5 separate regions of the Mus musculus genome follow, and regions 1, 2, 4 and 5 are each linked to region 3. The links are chromatin contacts, called in public HiChIP or PLAC-seq maps. All regions are on one chromosome and are shown on one strand. Each heading gives the region's core, a stretch centred on a gene start, on an enhancer-like site or on the middle of the called end of the contact. The rest is flanking DNA. Distances are from core to core; before and after follow the strand shown.

Region 1 (2,700 bases), core at 60-2,559, 590 kb after region 3:
CCACAGGTATGTCGTGTCTCCTGCTGTAAAGGAGGCTATGGCTGGCTGTACTGTCCACTCAGGCGGAGCACTTGGAACAGACAGGAGGTTTAGAAAGAGTGGAATGTGAGCCAGGCCTCCTTGGGCAGCTAGAGCACACAGCATGTGTGTCTCCCAGCCAGAAGAGATCTGCTGGCTTCTGAAACTAGCCAGAGGTCACAGCTGCGCTGCTGAAGCCCAGCTTCTGGAAGCCAGGTAGTGAACGCCAGACTCCTTTGGGCACAGTCTGAACCAAGGGTTAGCGGGTTTTTTGGTTTTTTGTTTTGTTTTCTTGGTTTTTTTTTAATAGTTAGAATTCTTTGTTATTTGGGTTTTCTGAGACAAAGTTTCACTCTATACCCCAGGATGCCTTGGAACTTGCAGGAATCCTCCTGCTTCAGCTCCATGAGCGCTATGATTACCGGTCTGAGCCATCGCTCCTGGCTCTAGAGTTAAATTACCAGCTTCCTGGGGCTGGAGCAGGTGCTGCCTTGGAAACAGGCTAGAGCAAGGCTACACACCGAGGGCCTGCCCAGACAGGCCGGTGGGTGCACTACAGATAGGATCACGCTTCATTTGACAGATATCATGACTCAGAGCAGGGAAGGACAGCCTGGGTCACACAGCATGCCTGAGTCTGCGTCTAAGGTTGCAATGTCCCTGAGACTGTGGGGGCAGAGGACAGCTAAGAAAGCTGCTAAGGGCATCTACCAATACACTCCCGATCCTTCCCAGCAAAATTCGCGGCCTTCATTCCCTCGTTCAAAGACTCCCATTGCTTTGGTGCGCCCCTCACTCATATTTATTTAATTATTTACATTTATTTTGTGTATGTAAGCAATGGGGGAGGTGCCACTGTTAGCGCCAGGAGGTCAGAGGACAATTTGCAGGAGTTGATTCTCTTCTTCTACCGTGTTGTCTCCGGGATCATTGTCAAGCTTGGCGGCAAGTGCCTTTATCCACTCGACCCTCTCCTTCCCATCTATCGTTTTTTTCTTTCTCTTATTTTTGAACAAGACCCTTATCGTTCTACCTTTCACTCTTCCCATCGGTGAAACGGTATCCAGGTGCCTTTTAGCTGAGCTATCTAGAAGGCCATGGGATCCCGTAGCTAGAGAACGGGGAAAGGCGCTGGGCTGGGAGCCTTGGTGGGTTCTGAGTTTAGGAACACCGCGCGTGCAGCCTCGGAGCCGGTCCAGGTCCGGGAAGGGCGGGGTTGCGCTCTAGGGGCGTGGCGGTGGGCGTAGCCCCTCCGGCCCCGCCCCTAGACGTCGCGGGGAGGGCGGGGGAGGAGCGCAGCGGGCGCGCGCCGCCTGGCCCGGCGGAAAGTTTTCCTGGAGGAGTTTTGGCGGCGGTAGCGGCGTCAGTGGCGGCGGCGACAACCGGAGCGGGCCATGGACGCGCTCAAGTCGGCGGGGCGCGCGCTAATCCGGAGCCCCAGTCTGGCCAAGCAGAGCTGGGCGGGCGGCCGGCACCGCAGTGAGTGTATGCGCCCCGGGTCGGGCCTCCGCCGAGCTCCGGGCCAAGGTGGACTGGGTGGCTTCGTCCCGCCCCGCGCGGCGGGGCCGGGGGTCATGTCCGGCTGCACGTCTGGGGCAGGTCGACAGGGATCAGGCTTAACTCGGGGTCCCCAGGTGTGGCGCGAAGGGGACGTCTAGAGCCTCTCTACCCACTCCAGCACAACCTACAGGGTCCCCTCTGGACGCTGGAGTTTCGCAGGTCCCTGCCTCGAGGGGCGATCCCAGCCCGGGTGCCATTCAGGGTCCCGCTTCCTCCCCTCTGGACGCGTCCAGGTGGCGAGGCTGGAGCCCAGGCTATTTACAAACCCTGTTTTCCTCCGTACTTTTCCTTGGGGGCTGGTCCGAGTCCCTGGGCACCTAGGCAAAAGGCAGACTCAGACTCGCTGCCATTTCTCCCGGGAGTCTGGAAGGGTGGAGAGGAGCCTCCCCCAGCCACCTCTCGGGTTACTTTCGGAGAGCCGTCACCTGGCACCCTCCCCCGAGGCCTGAGAAACCTAGCTTAGGTCCCTCCTCCCTTTTCATTCGCGTGGGATGATCACCCAGGCCTTCCCTTTCTGATGTGAAGCCAAAGTACCCGGGCTCGCGGCACACCCTCACCTGCCACCTACCTGGGGCCCCCCACCTCTCCCACTAACAGTACCCCCTCCCCGCCCCCAGCTTCTCGTCAGCACCTTCCCTTGCCGGGCTCCACCAGGGGAGCCCGAGTTTCCTAGTCCCTGGAGCGCCAGCGTGTCTGGGCCTCGGGAGCCCGCCCTGCCCCTCCTCATTCCCACTGTGGTGTTCCAGTTGTGGGCTCCTCCTAGCCCTGACTGGCATCGGGAACGCGTGCTGGTGCCTACTGGCGGGGGTGGGGTCAGAGGCCCCTTGGGCAGGGCATGTACTGACTTCCACACTTAACTACCAAAATAGCCCTTCAAAAATTCGTGGGATGTGACCAGGGCTTCTGAGTGTGACCTTCTCTTCCAGTGGACGAACCCTGTGGTTTTTCTACTGGGACAAGAGAGAGAAGGGTGGGTGGGGAAGAGGTCTGAAGGGGAGGGAGCCAGGAAGCAGGGGATGAATCTAGGGCATCAGGGTACATTTTGGATGGTGAGAAGTTTCCCTTCCAGCTCCAGCCTTAAGGCCGATCACTTGTTCTTAGTGATTCTGTTTCCTATCCTGG
Region 2 (2,700 bases), core at 173-2,672, 590 kb before region 3:
AATTATCCCTAGCTGGGCATGGTGGTCCATGCCTGTAAGCCCAGAGTCATAGCAGGCTCTGAGTTTGAAGCTAGCCTGGTCTATGTAGTGAATACCAAAGTTATATAGAAAGAAACTTTGTCTTAGATAGATAGATAGATAGATAGATAGATATTATGACCCACCATGTTACTTAATTCTCATTCTCTCCCCCTCTCCCCCTCGGGTTTATTTCCTTAACTTTTCACGTTGATATTTGCCTTTTCATTTGATCCCTGAGCAATCATTGGAAGTGGGTAGACTAAAGATGCAGAAGTGGCTTTCTTTTTCTTTCCCATTTTTTTTGTTTTTGTTTTTTTTTTTTTTTGTTTTTTTTTTGTTTTTGTTTCTTTCGACACAGGGTTTCTCTGTGTAGTCCTGGCTGTCCTGGAACTCGCTTTGTAGACCAGGCTCCCCTCGAACTCAGAAATCCGCCTGCCTCTGCCTCCCGAGTGCTGGGATTAAAGGCGTGAGCCACCATGCCCGGCCAGAAGTGGCTTTCTGGGCTTTCTGAGAGGCACCCACGAGCTGCAAGGAAAGTAGTTTTTCCAAGTGCTAATACAATGCCTAAACTCCCCAACATAAAATCGTAACAGCGCCATCACAGAGCTGAGGGTGTAGCAGTGACGCTGGCGCTGATCGCTCCTAAGTCCAACTCTCACAAAGCACCACCACCGACTGACTGGTCACTCACTAAATCATCCTGAGACTCTGCATTTTACGTATAAGCAAGCTGAGTACACACCTCTGTCACTCAGCCTAGAAAGTGGCAGATCACCCGGACACCAGTTTGCGGTTTAGCCAGCACAGCTCTTTTTGCCCCCCCCCCCTTCCTTCAAATAACTGCGCGTGGTCAGAATGCCAGGACCAAACATGCCCAAAGGACAGTTCTGAGGGAATCCCTGTCCGGCCCACGCGATCCAAGTTCTCCCCAGGCGTCCATAAAAGCAACAAGGGCCGAGTAAGGCGGCAGACAGGGATGCTTGTGTTTCCCACACTGAACACTGTTTTCCACTAATGAAGGGCCGGAGAGATCCGAAGCTCAAATAGGGGAAGGAGTCAGGGTCACCGTAAGGGAGGTAGGACGCCCAGGATGGTGTCCCCGGTCTCCACAGTCACAGCGGGTCGATTCTCTTCCCGCCGCCTCAGTTTCCCCGTTTCTTGCAATGGATCTGAGCCAGACCGGCTGGGTCCGGAACTCTCAAATCCTCCCGGCAACAGTCCCTCGAGCGGTCCCGCTCCTCCGCCTGTCACAGCAGCTGAGGAGGCCCGCCCGATCCCATGACTGTCACCCGCCTGGGGAGCACTTACAGCCCGGAGGGACGTCAAGCCCACCAGCCTCCGCGGGAAAGCCTTCCTCACTGACGCCATCTTCACTCCGGAGGCCAACCCACTGGGCACCACGTGACCGCCGATCCCTCTGTGGGCGTGGTTAGGGCCGGAGGCGGTGCATCGCTCCTCTTGTGAGGCTCCCAGTTTGGTTCCTCCCCTCAGCCTGTCTGTTTTCTTTTCCTACTCCCCTCTAAGTAGCTCTACCCTCCAATCATGCCCACTCCATGATTTTCTGAACACGTGTCCCATGAAGAGCCATGACATTTGACAGCCCATGTGTAGATCCCGAGATTTTTTTCACCTCCACCTGCTTCCCCCACGTCTTAAATCACGCCCGGTTCCAATCCAGGGCCATTTATCTGCCTTCTGAAAGGCGTTGTGTTCCCAGGGCGTGTTGGGGTTGAAGATGACTGGGAAGCTGGTGGGCCAAGCCGATGGCTCCTTTAGTCTTAAAGGAACAGGGAAGGCAAGAAGGCCTAGGTTAGCGAAGGACTGCTATAACTGTGGGCTTCTAGGGGCTACTACTGGTGCTCGGGTGACTTGTGAAACCCTGAAGCTAGCCATTAGGAAATCATTGTGTCCCTGTGTATACACTGTCTTACTTCCTTCTTGTCTTCCCGTCCTCAGCCTCAGTGGGGAAGTCTTCAAATGACTAAACATGCGTGTGCATCATGCAGAATGGCGCAGATCCCGCCCCAAAGGTTAAGGTCACAAAGTAGAATATAAAGGTTCACTGTGGAGCTGGTGAGATGGCTCAGCGGGTAAGAGCACTGACTGCTTTCCCGAAGGTCCCGAGTTCAAATGGTGGCTCACAACCACCTGTAGTGAGATCTGGCCCTCTTCTGGTATGTCTGAAGACAGCGACCATGTACTTATTAAATAAATCTTTGGGCCTGAGTGAGTGGTGGCCGACTAGAGCGAGCAGATGTCCTAAAATTAAATTTCCAACAACCACATGAAGGCTCACAACCATATGTACAGCTATAGTGTACTCATATACTCCATGTAGACCAGGCTGACCTAAACTCAGAGATCTGCCTGCCTCTACTTCTGCCTACTAAGTGCTGGAGTTAAAGATATGTGCCACGATGGCCACCAAAGTTTTAAATTATTACTAGTGTATTTACTTCATGTGCATGGCTGTTTTGCCTACATGTAAGTCTATGTAGAACACCTGTGAGGCCATAAGAGTGAAGCAAGAAAAACATCTTTGCTAAATCCTGACCTGACCTTGGGCTGACATTGAGGTCAGCTTGACCCTCAGGCACTTACAGGAATTTTTGCTAACCTGCTCTGGCCTGCTTTTGTAACCACAAGGCTTTCTGCTCCCATCAAGCAAAAACAAACCTG
Region 3 (2,700 bases), core at 62-2,561:
TTTATGTAGCCTTGGCTGTCCTGGAACTCACTCTGTAGACCAGACTGGCCTTGAACTCACAGAGATACCTAGGGTTTTCAACAGCATCGTTCAGCATCCGGGCCTCCTTCAGAATGGATGCTGGGTGGCAAGGTCAGGAACAGGGCTATCTGTGACAGAACTAGTGCAGGAGTTCAACTCAGATAAGGGACCTTGGGCCTCCATCATAGTGGCATGTGTGTTTCCTGAGGGCTTGGGAGTGGGGTGTGCAGGAAAGAGGACTCTCAACAGCAAGATTGTCCTAAACAAAAGGAAAGCTACTGCCATCTACAGAGACAGAGAAGGCTCAAAGACAGCCTCTCTGATTTCCCTGCTATTTCGATTCATTTGATGATTTTGATGGACGAGACGAACCTAGTCATATCTGGTCTGTGGGCGTTCAAATGGGAAAGTCAACCCCCTTTAAGTAGGAAAGCCAGGAAAAGAAAAAAAAAAAAAATGCCTGGAGACATTCGGGTTTCTACACTAGCACTCCTAGGGCAGACATGCCCACTTCCCGACTTTTCCATGAAAAAGCATTAGAGGTGCGCGTGTCTGTGAAAGATGGAATGTTACAAAGTGGCCCCAGAGAAACTTTTCTGGAGAGAAAGCGCTTGGTGAGCACATTAAAGGGCCGGTTTTGGCCCTCTTCCACTTCCTGCCCTTCGGCGTGGTTTCGCAGCAGAAGCACAGAAAGGTATCCAATGGACACCTCAAGAACAAGCCAGATGCGACGCACATCCGGCGAACACGCGGGCTTCATACGAGCTGACGCTGCAGGCTCAACCCCGCCGGCAACCTCCCAAAACCCACTCCTAGCTCAACTTTCACAATGACAACAACTGGCGTATCGGGCCGCCCCTAAGCAAGCATTCTCTTTTATGACTACCCATGCACCCCAGGACTGAGGCTTCCCCCCCGCCCCCCATCTCCCTTCAACTCCCCACATCCTCCCACTACGGATCAAAGGAAGGATCAACTCAAGTCGCGCGAACACCGCTGATCATGCGCCACAAAAAAAAAAAAAAAAAAAAGATCGGTAGGGTTGGGCGACCCAAAGATTCTCCCTCCTCTTTCCATTGGTTCCAGTCGCCCAGCTCGCCTCCCCTCCTAGCGAAAGGCTGCCGCCCTGGTGCGCTTGCGCATGCGCGTCGTTCTCGTGGCGCACTGAGCAGGCGCAGCCGCAGGCCCGCCGGAGCGGGGCGGGTGTAGCGGCGCGCGCAGCCTCCCGGCGCTGGGCTCCCTTCTGCCGGTCCCGCCCTCCGTCGCGGCGGCGCGGTGCACGCTGGGATAGGGAGCGATCTCCGAGCGAGGCGGCAAGATGGACGCGGGATTCTTCCGCGTAAGTCCGAGCGCGGGGATCCGGGGAGAGGCGAGAGGCTTGTTTGTAAGACCCGAGGGGGAGGCGCTCAAAATCCCGGACAGGACGGCCCGCGGAGGAAGGCCTTAGAGACCCCGAGGGGGTTCGTGGGCAGCGTCCCCCGGCCTCGGCGTTGCGGCCGAGACCGGTGCGCCCCTGCGCAGTCTCCTCCTCCGGGATCGTCCCCCCCTACGCGGCGGTGGCGGTGGCCGGAAAATGGCGGCGGGAATGGGCTGGAGCCGAACCTCACCGGCCGCCTGGCGAGGCCCTGTAGGCCGGGCGCCGCGCCGGCCGCCCGGGCTCGGGGCCTAGCGGAGCCTCAAGGAGGAAGTCTTTAGGGGGAGGCCGGTGGGAAGCCCGGGGCGGCTGCGGGGTACCGGTTGTATGGTTTGGGGCTCCGTCCTGAGAGGTGTTTGAGGAAAGGGGCCTTATTATTTTTTTTTTTTAGTGGCAGCTTTGGAGAAAATGGGTGCCCCCCCCCCAAACCCCGACGTACAGCGTCCACCCTCTGGGTCTTAAGCTTTCCCGGCGGCGCAGGGTCAGAGTTCGTGAGCGCTCCCGCCCAATTTGATAGCTCTTCGGGGAGGGGAGCTTAGATAATTTGTAGTTGGAACATTTGAATCGGAGGCTTTTGGAGTGAACGGTGTGTGCGAGGGTGGAGACAGATTACGGTTGTGACTCCGTCGCGCTTCCCGCTCTTCGCTAGCACCCTTTCCCAGCGGCCCATGTCCAGGCAGGGGACGTTACCTTGGAGGTGGTACATAGATCCCACACAGTAAGGCAGTTTATTAGGTCCACTTTGGAAGGAAAGTAGCTACAGGTCGAGATCTAGATGTATGGGAACGTACACTTGTGGGATTAAAAGTAGCAACAAACCCTTTAGGAATCGCTGATTCTTGTAATGCAGAGTAGAACCTTGTAAGACAGCTTGGTAAAAATCCAGATACCAGCTCTCTGTCATACCACTGCTTAGAGTTTTGCATTCTCTGAATCAAGCATATAGTTTACAGTTTGTGTGCATTTTTAAAGAAAAAATTGGAAGGCGGGGGAAGGAGGAGGGAGATAATAAAGGTGCTTCTTGTATGTGGTTCATGAGAGCTTGCCTAGTATGAACAAGACACTGGGGTCTATCTCCAGCACCTCAGATACTTGCACTACAAACTAGGCACTTAACCTTTGTAGTCAGTACTCATTTCTTATGGCACCGAAGTTAACACTTAAAAACAGTCGAAGGTTTCTTTCACTTGTCAATTGTCTCTTTTTCTCCCCCCACCCCCTTCAGTTTTTGTTTTGCCTTTTCAGGAAGTGGTTTATGTGTGTAG
Region 4 (2,700 bases), core at 189-2,688, 520 kb before region 3:
CTCCCAGGACACTGCAAGCATGCGATGCACAAACCAAACAAAATCAGACAGGCAGACGGTGATATTTCGAAGAAGGAATTCTTTTTTACACATGGTCCAGAGTTTGGAGCTCTTGTGGACTGGTAGCTATTAATGAGCTAGAGACAGTGCTAAGACATGGTGAATGCCGGAACCATGCTCTCCCAAAGGGCAGCCTGACGCTGACCTTGTAGGAGAGAGCAGGCTCAGCCAGGTGGCAGGACACAGGCAGGCTTCATGGCACCCAAGCTTTCCGACAATGTGGGTAATGGTGTCCTCTATGTCAAGCACCTTTTAGGCACAGAGAAGAAGGGCACATGAGCCCAGGCTCTTGAAACTCACTGTAGCATTATGCTTTGAAGTGTGGCACCACTGAGATGTCCTGAATCCAAGAACACTGGAAATCAGAATAGCACCTTGCCCTTAAAATTGCTGAGACTGGAATGAGATGACATAAGCAAAAGTCTAGCATGAGGTAGGGAGCAGATAAAACACCCTAGATGCATTTGGACAGGCTTGCAGAATTCTGGACCAACTTAATTCTGGACAGCAATGGCTATATAGATAGATGTGTGAGTGTGTGTGTCTTATTTGCATCACAATTTGGAGCCAATGAAACGTTTTTGTTTTGCTGAGATGGGGGTTTTGCTATGTACTCCAAACTGACCTCAAAACTGAGAAGCTGTGATTACAGGCCTGAATGAGGCAAGACACCTGGCACATTTACCCCCAGAATTATTCACTGAAATTGGTGTTCACCCTTGAAATGTTGACTCTAGGATACACGTTTTTCTTTTTCTCTTAAACAAAAGATATCTCTCCTTTCTTTCCCGAACCTTGCTGTCATTCTTGAGCGGTATATTTCTTTTCTCTAGTTTTCCCACTTTCGAAACAAGACCAAAAAATGTGTAGGGATCCAGCAAGTGCTGTGTATAGAAAAAGCAGGCCCTGATAGTAGTGACAGTCTCAGGTACCGAGAAAAAAGTGAAGCTAGATCAGAGGAGACATAAAAAAGGAAGGTGGTCATGTGCAGAAATAGTTGCCGGGCTCTGGGTGGGGTGAATATGACCCACGGCAGCTCTGGGGCTGGCCCAGTGACCGCAGGACAGAAAGGGCCAGGAACAAAGACGGGCGCCGCGCAGAGGTCTGGTCACGGAAGTAAAGTACGGGCCCCGCTGCCAGAGGCCAGCAGAAGAGCAGCTGCCCTCCGCCAGCCGGGGAAAGTCCAGCAGCGCGGCTCCCGAAGCGGGCCAGTTATTCCCGACATGCTCCTCCCGCAGGATTTCAAACCATGACAACAGCCACCCCGCACTCCCCCCCCCCCCCGCGTGCCCCAGCAACAGGCGGTGGCTGGCGTCTCATTGGCCGCGGGACGCGCTGCCGCGTCCTCATTGGCTGCACAGTCTCCGGTCCTCTTCCGCGCTTGCAGCGGCCTCCATTTTGTCGGGAAAGGCAGTAGGAGGTTGGTCCCCAGACGGAGTTGTGATCCGTGACTCGTTCGTGGGCTGTTAGATCCGTGCATCGTTTCTCCCTGTAGAGGGAAGGAGGCTTGGAGGTCGAGAGGGAGCCGCCGCCGCCGCCGCTCGAAGTCGGTGAGTGTGGCGGGGGCGGCCATGTTGGCCATCGCGGGCACCATTGTTGGGCCTGGCTGAAGAGGAAGTGAGGCCGGTCGGGTGCGACCGACTCCCTGGGAGCGGAGCCGCGGGCTGAGGCTGCGAGCTTGCAGGTTCACTGTGCGGGTGACTGCGAGTGCGGGCCTTCTGACTTACAAAGTCGGAGGCTTCTCAGCCTTGTGAGGGTGTTTGCTAATTAGAACAGAGAAACCTTTCCCCTTAGAGGCGTGATCTTTAGGAATGTAAGGTTATTATGGTTTGTGAAAAATTATGGCACCCGTTACCGGAGTCATAGGCGAAATCACGATGCGCGCTGTTGGGAACAGAACCTTGATGTGGAAATGGCTGTGCGGGTCCTAGTTTCACTTTAAAACGGGTAAGAGTTGCAGGTAAGCCCCCAAGAGTTGTAAGCTGATATTTATGAGGTCAAAGAAAGTCGTGGTCTCATACATCATCTATGAAGCTTTGAGGAAGCAGCGACAGCCATTTCTGTAGAATGTCTAAAAGATCACTTTTTGGGGTTATTTTCAAGTAATTCTCTTTCCTTTTCTAGCTAGGACTTCTCTCAAACTTGTGTGCTGAGGAGACTCGATGTGGACCTCAGCTCCTAGGCTGAAATCAGCAGACTGGCTCATGAAAACTTGTGTACTGAGACAAAGGAAAGGATCTAGCAGAAAGCAACGTCTCTTATCCTGGGCTTGGCAGCAAGGAAGAGGACAAGTAGTGGAAATCCTTCAATCTGAAAAGCAAACTGAAAGGTATAAAGATTCCCATCACAGTGGGGCCAATTATCTTAGGAGTGAAGCAATTCTAAACTATTAAGGTCAGCGGCCATGCATGGCGATGCTGCAGTATTATGTGCCTGTAATTCCAGCACTCCAGAGTTTGGGGCAAGACTGCTTAAAGTTGGAGGCCAGTCTGGTATAGGAGACCCCACCAGCCACGGGTGGCTTTCGGTGTGTGGGGTTATTTCTTTTAGCTTGTACAAAGAATGAAAGAAGAGCTTGCTTTAATTTTTTTCTTCTTTCAATTTCACAAACTGGTATCTAGCTCACGACTTTAGTTTTTT
Region 5 (2,700 bases), core at 140-2,639, 570 kb before region 3:
CTCTGGGTATGGCTTGCAGAGCCTGGGCACACCTGTCCCATGAGCTTTCTGGAGCTTTCACTTCCAGATCATAGACCTGCAGTCTAGGACACCAGGCTCCTTCCTCTCCTTCCTCTCTCTGGGCTAGTTACCTCGTCCATTAAACAGGAAGTCTGGAAAAAGGCTGGAGTTCAACTTTGTAAATTACGGCTCTCAAGATGGCAAGATGACAGATTTCTGTTCCCTCAGGCCTTTTACTTGGCGAAAATACTAAGTGCCAGCTATACACAGCCTTTCCCTTCGGGGGAGAAAACCTAACGTCCCGAGGGAATAAAAAGTCGGAGTTTGGCAGAAAATCAATGAAGAGAGCGGAGGACTACACTAAGCCAGGAGCGGGAGGCTGCCCTCACAGTGGCCAAATCCCGCGTCCAAAGTCAGCCAATATTTTCTCTGGCTTAGAGGGCTCTCAAAACGCACTTCCTCTGCAGGGCTTTGCCCAAACAACCCCCTTCCTCCTCTGAGTTCTACTATAAGCAAGTGAGAAGTGAGGGAGACCCCAACAAAGAGCAACCCCAAACTTCCATCCTTCCTTCTTCCTTTAGAGGCACAGGGCTACAAGGAAGTCAGGCGGCGCTTTTTTATAAGCTTCCACGGACGGACGCTACCCGTAGCCTAAGGGGACTGGTCAGATCTACAACTCAGGGCCACCGACGGGAATCTGGGCTGTGTTCTGGACCTTTCAAACGAGACACCGATGTAGCCTGATTCTAGTCTCTCTCCGCACAGGTGTACCACCCAGTGCTTTCCCGCCTTAATTTTATTTTATTTTATTTTATTTATTTATTTTTTTAACTGATCCTCAGCTGGATTCTCGTCTTTAGCGTCCTTCCTCCGAGATGCAGAACGTAGGGTCCTGGACCTTCCGAGGTCAGGCAGCGCCGGCTATGGCCTGCCTGCTCCCGCCTCGCGCCCGTCCCGCACTCACTTGGCCCCGGCAGCCTGAAAGAGTTCGGCCCACTGATCCGGGTGGAAGAAGCGCGCTGTGAACTGCGGTGCGAAGTCGGCGTAGCTGAAGCCGGGCGGGTAGTTTTCTGTCATGAAGCGCTGGTAGGCCGGCATCCGATCGCCCTGCCAGTGCCACCAGAACCATTCACTGCCCCAGGCGGGCACCGAGAACACCCCCCAGTGCACGAACACCCCGAACTTGGCCTCATCGAACCAGCTCGGCAGTGGCCGCGAGTCCAAGCTCTGCCAGTCCGGAGTGAAGCGGCGCGGAGCCAGGGCCACTGCCTGGGCCGCAGCCACTAGCAGCAGCAGCAGCAGCAGCAGCATCCCAGAGTCCACAGCCCACCACTCAAGTTCAGCTCCTACATCCTTGCTTCCGGGCCCGCACCGCCCCCCTCTTAACACGCAAGCGCCGGCGAGTAGCCCCGCCTCTCAGAGTAACGATTGGCTTGGAAGGAGAGGGGGTGGGGTCAGGCTTGCGGCTCTGGAGCGCCCTCTGGCATTGGAAGGGAGAAAGACTTAAGGCGGCGTTGCTGGTTCTGCTCTATTGAATTTAAATTCCGTAGACTCGCCTAAGGATTTAATTGCCGGATTCCCCGCAAGTGAGAAAGACCCAAGGTGTGGGGAAAACTGGGAGAAGTCCACGTTGTTGCACCAATCTTCAGGGGAAGGCTGAAGCCAGGTCGTTTTATTTAGTGACTATTTAGGAGCCGCGGGTTCTCTGTGCTATACCTCCAGCCAGCAGGTGGAGTTTAGCAGATTGGAGAGTTGCCGAAGAGATTGAGAAATAACAAGGTTAGAAGGAGCTTTATGCGGAGGGAGAGAAATGGCTGCTGAAAGATTAAGGGCAGACGTGGTTATTTTAGTCTATCTTTTGTCCGTTGAACTTAACAAGAACTCCGAGGAACTTAAACATTTTTTTAAAAAAAGATTTATTTACTTATTTTATGTATATGAGTACACCATCGCTCTCTTCAAACATACCAGAAGAGGGCATCAGATTCCATTACAGATGGTTGTGAGCCACCATGTGGTTGCTGGGAATTGAACTCAGGACCTCTGGAAAAGCAGTCTGTGCTCTTAACCACTAAGCCATCTCTCCAGCCCTAGACATTTTAATTTAATTTAGAATTGTAACTTAAATTTATTTTGAGGTAAGGGGGTCTCAACTAGCTCAGGCTGGCTTCGAACTTACAGCTACAGTAACTTTGCATTCCTGATCTTCCTGCTTGTACCTCAGGAGTGCTGGGATTACAGGTAGGGGATGGCACTGCCATTCCTGGTTTTAGGTAGTACTGACCTTTGAACCCAGAGATTTGCTCTTGCAGATGCAGCACTCTACTGACTGAGCTACACCTCAAAAACTTTGAGGGTCTCTCAGAGAGCTTAGTTAGCATCTAACTGAAGAAAACCTGACTCAGGAGTACAACACTTGCTTGGTACACCGGAAGGCCGGAGCTTCAGTCTGGCACCGCTAAACAAGCATGCCTGACCCACACACAGGGGACCACTGAGGCATGAGGGACCAGAAAAATTGAGAGCCAAGAGAACCCTCTTGCCCTGGGAAAATCTCTAAAACTCATATGGCCAGTCACCCAATTCCTCTACAGTCAGCACACGCCCAATGGTATATGGTGTGTGCCCATAACTTCAGGAAGTATGGGAGCCAGAAGTCACATGGTCCATATGGCACAAAGGTCTCCATGGTTGCAGAGA

The links. HiChIP or PLAC-seq counts read pairs in DNA pulled down with a chosen protein or histone mark.
Region 1: a contact with region 3 is called in an H3K4me3 HiChIP or PLAC-seq map of embryonic stem cells, with 10 read pairs. The contact joins the promoter of Ldlrap1 here to the promoter of Srrm1 in region 3. A contact is called at or near these places in 2 of 39 promoter capture datasets (cranial neural crest and liver), 2 of 484 Hi-C or Micro-C datasets (B cells and uterus) and 3 of 115 datasets of contacts at active chromatin or transcription factors (bone marrow-derived macrophages, embryonic stem cells and memory CD8 T cells).
Region 2: a contact with region 3 is called in an H3K4me3 HiChIP or PLAC-seq map of embryonic stem cells, with 8 read pairs. The contact joins the promoter of Hmgcl here to the promoter of Srrm1 in region 3. A contact is called at or near these places in 1 of 39 promoter capture datasets (cranial neural crest), 2 of 484 Hi-C or Micro-C datasets (both in cortical neurons), 3 of 115 datasets of contacts at active chromatin or transcription factors (bone marrow-derived macrophages, embryonic stem cells and pancreatic cancer cells) and 1 of 9 other capture datasets (pancreatic islet).
Region 4: an H3K4me3 HiChIP or PLAC-seq map of bone marrow-derived macrophages shows a contact between it and region 3, with 3 times the contacts expected there. The contact joins the promoter of Pnrc2 here to the promoter of Srrm1 in region 3. A contact is called at or near these places in 1 of 39 promoter capture datasets (the C10 cell line), 6 of 484 Hi-C or Micro-C datasets (LSK cells, Th1 cells, embryonic stem cells and 2 more), 5 of 115 datasets of contacts at active chromatin or transcription factors (the SCID.adh cell line, bone marrow-derived macrophages, epiblast stem cells and 2 more) and 1 of 9 other capture datasets (liver).
Region 5: a contact with region 3 is called in an H3K4me3 HiChIP or PLAC-seq map of bone marrow-derived macrophages, with 2.9 times the contacts expected there. The contact joins the promoter of Fuca1 here to the promoter of Srrm1 in region 3. A contact is called at or near these places in 2 of 39 promoter capture datasets (hippocampal neurons and neural stem cells) and 2 of 115 datasets of contacts at active chromatin or transcription factors (astrocytes and bone marrow-derived macrophages).

What each region holds. Positions count from the first base shown.
Region 1 is chr4:134,766,613-134,769,312 of GRCm38.p6, reverse strand. Ldlrap1 (low density lipoprotein receptor adaptor protein 1) reads left to right here and starts at 1,309. Exons shown (of 9, transcript NM_145554.2): 1 at 1,309-1,497. The coding sequence starts at 1,413.
Region 2 is chr4:135,945,170-135,947,869 of GRCm38.p6, reverse strand. It overlaps Hmgcl (3-hydroxy-3-methylglutaryl-Coenzyme A lyase), which reads right to left and starts at 1,422. Exons shown (of 9, transcript NM_008254.3): 1 at 1,330-1,422. The coding sequence starts at 1,389.
Region 3 is chr4:135,351,757-135,354,456 of GRCm38.p6, reverse strand. Srrm1 (serine/arginine repetitive matrix 1) reads left to right here and starts at 1,311. Exons shown (of 18, transcript NM_016799.4): 1 at 1,311-1,360. The coding sequence starts at 1,340.
Region 4 is chr4:135,872,584-135,875,283 of GRCm38.p6, reverse strand. It overlaps Pnrc2 (proline-rich nuclear receptor coactivator 2), which reads left to right and starts at 1,438. Exons shown (of 3, transcript NM_026383.3): 1 at 1,438-1,610; 2 at 2,185-2,389.
Region 5 is chr4:135,919,415-135,922,114 of GRCm38.p6, reverse strand. It overlaps Fuca1 (fucosidase, alpha-L- 1, tissue), which reads right to left and starts at 1,389. Exons shown (of 8, transcript NM_024243.4): 1 at 965-1,389. The coding sequence starts at 1,311. Cnr2 (cannabinoid receptor 2 (macrophage)) reads right to left here. Exons shown (of 2, transcript NM_009924.4): 2 at 1,896-2,700.